Regions from separate parts of the Mus musculus genome. Here region 1 is linked to region 2. A link is a contact called in public HiChIP or PLAC-seq data. All regions are on one chromosome and are shown on one strand. Each heading gives the region's core, a stretch centred on a gene start, on an enhancer-like site or on the middle of the called end of the contact. The rest is flanking DNA. Distances are from core to core; before and after follow the strand shown.

Evidence for each region. HiChIP or PLAC-seq counts read pairs in DNA pulled down with a chosen protein or histone mark.
Region 1: an H3K4me3 HiChIP or PLAC-seq map of forebrain shows a contact between it and region 2, with 18 times the contacts expected there. The contact joins two enhancer-like sites. A contact is called at or near these places in 1 of 39 promoter capture datasets (hippocampal neurons), 5 of 484 Hi-C or Micro-C datasets (cerebral cortex, cortical neurons and ventral hippocampal neurons) and 5 of 115 datasets of contacts at active chromatin or transcription factors (astrocytes, embryonic basal ganglia, embryonic forebrain and 2 more).

Annotation. Positions count from the first base shown.
Region 1 is chr12:106,472,952-106,476,518 of GRCm38.p6, reverse strand. Gm51969 (a long non-coding RNA gene) reads right to left here. Exons shown (of 2, transcript XR_003950178.1): 2 at 1-523. Among named protein-coding and RNA genes, the nearest start is that of Gm32876, 4.5 kb to the left of the region's middle. Within about 2 kb of position 1,853, at least 30 of the 459 cell types and tissues checked have an H3K27ac peak or open chromatin away from gene starts, as enhancers often do. A contact at or near this core is called in forebrain, where this site is marked.
Region 2 is chr12:105,842,192-105,845,631 of GRCm38.p6, reverse strand. No RefSeq gene overlaps it. Among named protein-coding and RNA genes, the nearest start is that of Gm19554, 56 kb to the left of the region's middle. Within about 2 kb of position 2,076, at least 26 of the 459 cell types and tissues checked have an H3K27ac peak or open chromatin away from gene starts, as enhancers often do. A contact at or near this core is called in forebrain, where this site is marked.

The DNA of each region.
Region 1 (3,567 bases), core at 604-3,103, 630 kb before region 2:
GGTCAAAGTTATGGCCTTGGTATGACCTCGAAGGGGAAAAAAAAATCTATTTGTGAGGCATACGATTATCTAGGGTTTTAGTAAATGCAATTACAGCGACAATCTTAATCCAAACAGTTGAACAAAAATAAATTAAAATTAAATAAGATAAACCTCACCCTCAATCATTACACTATGAGTTGTACCGGACCGCAGGGTGGCTATTTGACCTTTGTCTTGCATCTATATTAGAAGAGGCACTACCTGGACAGAAATCAAGGTGCACTTGGGCACACCCACCAGCCTGACCTGGCCAACACCCAGGTCTGAAACAAACGGTTTCTGCTTTTCATTGGGGGTGGGGGGGTCCTGTCCACTGGACCTCCAACAGTGTCTTGCTCTGAGAGGCACAACACTGGTCCTGTGGGCGTGGGCAGCCATGGCTCACAGCAGTGACAGGTAGCTCCATCCATCCCAGCCACATTCCTCGGGTTCCACAAAGTTCCATTTCAATAAGAAAGCTCTTTTCTAAGGACACGTTGTTCTAAAAGAGACAGGAAGAAGAAAAAAACTGTCTGTAATTTGTCATGAATTTCAATTACAAAAAAAAAAAAAACTTTTGAATTTTTTTTCCGTTTTCAAGAAAAAAAAATTGGCGTGCCTCCAGGTTTTAAGAATGTGGTTAACACAGAAAATGACAGAAAGAGAAAGTGTGTGTGTGTGTGTGTGTGTGTGTGTGTGTGTGTGTGTGTGTATTTGCAGAAAAATCTCAGAACACAATATTCTCCTAGGCCAGGCTGAGGTTTTTCTGGACGAAGGTGCACCTGGCACTCTGGGTGAGAAAGAGGATTTTGTATTTATGGGCAATGGGATTGTTCTGGCAAGTTCCACAGCATGCCCCGGAGCTGACATCTCATAGAAGCATCTTCCAGCATCCCAGACTCCCATACACACCAGAGAACCAGTCTACACCCGAGAACACGGCTCAAAAAAGGGTTTTGGAGAGGAGAAGAGGAATCGTTTTGTCATTGGAAAGTCTAAGGGGGTCCCCTCCCCCCGATACACGGAATACTCACCAAACGGGAGCAGAACGGTTTTTTTTTCTTTCTTTTTTTTTTCTTTTTTGAAATGTGCAACTGTGTGAAACTTGTCTGGTTTCAGATTTACACAGAAATGTGGGCCCGTCTTGTTTTCATCCAAACAAACTCAAGCTGAAGAACTGTCTTTCCTAAACTGGGAGCACATTCCTGTTCCTTAACCCACCAGTGCTGGGTTCCCCCGGAGCGTATTAAATCTACGCAACACAGAGAGGTGCTTTCTGTCTTGTTTTCTGGAGGCTGAGCCCAGCAAACCCAGTAAACAGGTGGAAGACTAAAAAGAGCCATGAAAAAAAAAAAAAAAAACACACAACAAAAATAACAGCGACCTGTCCCCAGCCTTGAAAAACAGCCTAACTCCAGAGGTGCAGTGTGTACTTGCGTGGCCTCAAATAATGTTTGTCTCGCAAGAAAATGCGTAGCTTTCAGCGATAACACGGGACAGCGCTTCCTAACTTGCTAGTGGCCTGGCCTGCGTCCTTCTGATAAGAGGTCAGAGGTCACCGAGGCTAAAAGATGAGAACCCGTGCTTCCTTCTGCTCAGATCTGCAAGGAACAATTAAAGGCAGTTTTGCATTAAGGACTGACGTCCTCCTCAGTCTGGTGCCCCGGCGGTAAGCACAGCTATAGAATGCCTGTCCCTGTGGGGTATCCCCGCTCAGACCCAACCTGGCACTTTGGTACTACGCAGCTGGAATTTGAGGAAGCTCGTATTGAAAGGGGATGGTTTAGTAAGATGCAACGGAAGGTGCGGTGCGCATGCGCCTCCGGGGGAAAGCCATGGAAACTGCACCTTGCAGAACCTATCTGAAGGCCTAGGACCAAAGAGGTATTAGGGCTGAGCCAGAGAGACCCTGTTTGGAGCAGAACTATCAGAGGCAAGTGGTGCAGACACCGCGGATCTGGCTGGAGTTCAGAGGTCGTTGCAAGGGCTTTAACTCTGAGAGCTGTAGGGGAGTCAGCGAGGAGCTTTGAGCCTTCTGATTGCGGCACATTTTGGGAGAGGGGGCACAGGAACACACAAGCAGAGGTTCCCGAACAGCCCCGTCAAACCACCGCCAGGCTTCAGAGGCTCAAGCGTTGCTGTCGTTTTGGTTTTTGGTTTCCATGTTTCAGTTTACAAAAGGGTGATGATTTTAAAAATTAAAAAAAAAAAAAGTGACGATAGTGAATGAGGAAGAGAGTGTGCTTTCGGGCCTGAGTTCAGAGTTTATATAGAGAAGCTCAGCTGGGCTGGGGACATGACTCCCTGGGTAAAATGCTTGCTGAGCAAGAATGGGGACTTGAGCTCTGGAACCCACATAAAAAGCCAGGTCTGATGACACACTTTGTAATACCATCACGGGGCGGGGGCAGCGATGTGCAAGACCCCAAGATCAATGGTCAGGCAGCCTAGTCTGCTGGATGAGCCCCGGGCCATTGAGAGAGCGTGTGGTAGAAGACACCGGACTCGATCTCTGGGCTTATTAGACACACATATAAGCACACATAGGCACCCTCCGGCTCATGCTCTTCACAGAAACAGATACACACAGAGACACTCACATGAAATGGGAGAGGAAGAAGTTAAATTGAGAGAGACTTTACTGCACAGTGAAAAAGTCACACTAGAGACACTCCTCCCCACCGCCACCACCCCCACACCTCCTCTAAGCGTTGGCGGGAATTCCTAAAGGACCCAATTCTTGGTGCACTCTCTGAATGCCAGGTTTGGCATCCCCATGGGTTCAGGGCCCTTGCTACACTTTATATACCAAGCACGTGTATTCCTAAGCTAACCCACGATGCACAGTAGTTGACAGGTTCTTCCTACTCTGCTTTTCATCTCACTGAACTGTCCAGGGCCTCATTGTCTCATCTGTAAAATGGGAACTCTAACTTGGAGGCCTGGCTTCCTGGAGAGAGTCAGGCATACACGGAGACCACCATGCATCTAAAAGCACTGCACAGATAAATATGCGGTATTTACATAATTATGCCTCATTATATCCTTGGGTTTTTTTTTTTAAGGAATAAAAGTAAGAAAGCTAAAAAAAGACATCTAAACAAAGAGTTTAAGTAATGTATGCAGAGAATATGTGTATACACATATAGAGTTACAATGAAGATTTAAAAAAATAATGTGTGCAGTCAGGGGTGGCGCACGCCTTTAACCCCCACACTCAGGAGGCAGAGGCAGCTGGGTCTCTAAGTTCAAGTCCAGCAATGGTCTACAGAATGAGTTCCAGGACAGCTATGGCTGCATAGAGAAACCCTGTCTAAATAAAATAAAATGAAATAAAATAACCAAGCAAGCAAAAATGTTCATACAAAATCAAAATAAAATTAATTACAGTCTCACCCGTCAGAGCACAATGTACTTTCTTCTATGTTTTCTGGTTTTTCTGTGTTTAGAATAGAATATGAATGCCTGCATAGTACTTTCGGTGTTTGTCTCTGTATAGACCATAACACAGCCGGAGCTCTCTTACACCCAAACCAGCAGATCCTC
Region 2 (3,440 bases), core at 827-3,326:
AAGCAACAGGGAACTTAGACCACACACCAAGCAAGTGCTAACATTAACACCTGAGCACACTGGGGCTTGGAAATGGAGCTCTGTCTCTCTATCTATCCCAGAGGCAAGGCTGGCTTACCTTAACTTGGTAAAGAATCATATTAACTTAGAGTGGCTCTGCTGGCATTTGTCTATCATGTCCCCAATCCGGCCACAAATAAAAGAATCCCCTATGCAAGTCAGTTCTCACACATGAAAACAGGAACTCCAGCCTCGGTGCCACAGCCACCTCAGGTCTTACATGCAACAACGCCTACAGATCTCTTCTATGAGATGCGCATCTTTCCAGAGGCCTTGGTACCCTGTGATGCCTCACACGCCAGGGTGGGGATCCTCCTTGGCCATCTCCCTAGGACAGCAATTTGCACAGCAGGTTGGTAGACAGTGTACCAACCGTGCACGAGGCACTGGGCTCACAATTTCAGCAGCCCTAAATGCCAATGCAGCACAAACCTGCTTTAGAGTGGCTTCCTATCAAAATTCTGCTACAAAAGCCAGAACTCTATGTAGACCAAGCTGGCATCAAATTCACAGGTTCTGCTGCCTCTGCTTCCCAGGAACTAAGTGAAAATCATGCACCACTGCAGCTAGCTCTTAGGCATGTCCGAGCGCTTCAGGTTAGGCAGAGTGTAAACCCAAGGCGTGCACAGTGGTACTTGCCTATAATCCCAACTCCAAAGGCTGAAACAGGAACTTCTAGCTTTAAGGGCCAGCCTGGGTTACACATCAAGAAGTCTTCAAGAAGGAAAAAAAAGCCAACAACAAAAAGGGTGGTGAATGGCTCAGAGGCAGGTGGATCTTTGTGAGCTCAAGGCTAGCCTGGTCTACAGAATTCCAGGATAGCTGGGGCAACAGAAAAACTATCTTAAAAACCAACCAGTGACAAGCCTGAGAAACATCTCCTATTAGAGATGAGTCAGAACTTCCTTGTGAAATCCTGGATAACCTTGAAACTTCCACTGCTGCCCAGAGATGCAATTACAAAGTATGGACGCTCGCCAGTGCCAGGGTAGCGCTGCATGGGCACAATGACCTGGGCAGCTGACTAGACCCTACTTCTCAGACGTCATGGGAGTTACATGGGGGTGAACATACAGGTACATACTGGGGAGTTGACTAGAAATCAAAATCAGGGTGACTTCATATATGCCAGGCAAGTACTCAAAGGATTTGTTACTGTACTTAAAAATTAAATTTGAGGCATATGAGTCTCAGGGGAGTTTTGGCTAGTGAAATCATTAAAAAAAAAGACTTTCCATTGAGAAACAAAAACTGCCCCCATTTAAGTCATATAACAATATAAAAGCCACAATGATTTAAAAAAGAGGGAGCCAGTAAAAGGTTACATTCAACAAAGCCAAAGCATATACATGGGGTAACTTACAAAATTACAGACAAGTCAGGTGTGGTAGCACACACAACACAAGCTCTCCAACACTTAGAAGACAGAGGCAAGAACAGATATCTGTGAGCTGAGGTGCCAGCCTGGTCCAGGCTAGCTACAATGAAACCCTGACTCAAAAATGCAAAAAATAAACAAAAAGGAAACAGAAAACAACTGTACCCTTAAAGTCGATATTAAAAGAGTCAAAAATAGTGTATGTAGTATCCTGGCTGATGTAATATAAACGTTGAGACAATGTCTAGTGGGTGCTGGACTCAAGGCAAACAAGACAAGACAAAGCTCTCAGCCCCTAAATTCTAGAGGCAAATTCTTTGCAGGCAGACAGGATGTCAGTCCTAAGCTTCCAACAGCATGGAAGCCACGTCATACTGGTAACTGCTGTGACACTCAACACCCTTGTGTAGACAGCACTTACTCATCAGGACTTGAAGGACACAGCCTAGATGAGGGCTTTTAATAAAAGCTACAGCTTTTGTGCTTTCAGATTAAAACCTAATTTTTGCTAAGTTAAATGGGGGTGACTTATGAGAACTGACATTTATTTTGCAGAGGGAGGGTCACAGTACACATGTTTGTTCTGAATGACTCCTGAACCTGGGACAAGAACTGAGAATACAGGAAATGAGAGGGAAAGGCAGGAGCCTACTCGTGCAGCGAAGCTCCAACAGTCTTGGCACGGTGTCCAGGCACGGTCGGCTCTCTGCTGGGGGCAGCATTCTTGGCTGTGAAGGCAGAGCATGCCCTCTGTCACTCATGGGGAGCAGTTCTGCCCAACTGTCTCTTTTCGACAACTTTATCATCAATCTCTTTATTAACAGCTCCACTGCCGTTAGAAAACGCAAACAAGGCCTGGCTCTCATGCCAGATTTCTGGAAATCACATAGCACCAGGCACCGCACAGTGTGAAAGTTTGTGAAGAGAGTGTTGTGCCAAGAGAGACAGCGTCTACAAGACAAGCACAAAGCCGGGACATCTACCTTGAAACGACAGAGCAGCTTGCTTGTGCCTAGCACCTGAGACAACCCCCAAATATCCACATCATGTGCAGAGACAACGGGGAGCACAAGTGGCCAAGACTCACTGTGAAGCCCAGAAACACCTTTGACACTTCATTCCAGGCAGCCTTGGAAAAAAAACTACTAAATGCCCTTCCTAAGACCCTCAAAATCTAAACTGCCCCATGACTATGTGACACGCACTATGGAACACACAAGGCTGAAGTGGAAGTCTGCAGGAGTGTCAGAGCCCCACAGAACAGGGGTGTTTGAATTATTCAAGCTACTTATTTTCAGCATGAAATCTGTTAGATCAAAAATAACTATCTTATAAATTAATTAAGAGAAATGCTTCTAAGAGGGTTGTAAAATATTTTAAGACACACACACAAATAAATAAGTAAAAATCAGGTCACATTCAGCCAACTATTTAATGACAAATCTACCCTTACTATGTCTTAAAATGGAGCACAATATCTAAAAAGTCCCAAATGTCATTAGGAGCTGACCCTTGGCCACAGCAGGTGAATGCAGGACACAACCAAACTAAGACCTCCCTACCGTAAAAGCTGGGTTTACCGCTAACGCTTCCCCCTCCCGACTTCCCTCACAAGGACAGGAAAGGAGTGGAGTACTCAGTTGAGTCCTAAGCACAGGACCACAGGATGGCTTATGACTCTGGTGCTTCTCTGCAACTGGATTCACTGTGTTCTGAGACACCATATTCATCTGTTTGTTGTGCGTCTCAGCGTTGCCCGCCTGTCCAGTGGGAGAGGGGACTAGGACAACAAAGTGGGGACGGAAACCTGAGCCCAGGCAAGCAGTTTTCTTCAACTTAGACTCACTCCACAGAGGAAAATACAAACACATCTCTGGATTTTCCTTCATCAATTCTGGGACCTAGAAAGCATACTTTAATAGTCATCCTTACCACTTAAAAACAAAAGCACACAGACCCTAAGCTAACTGGCAGAACAAAATAGTGAAGCTAAAAATATACT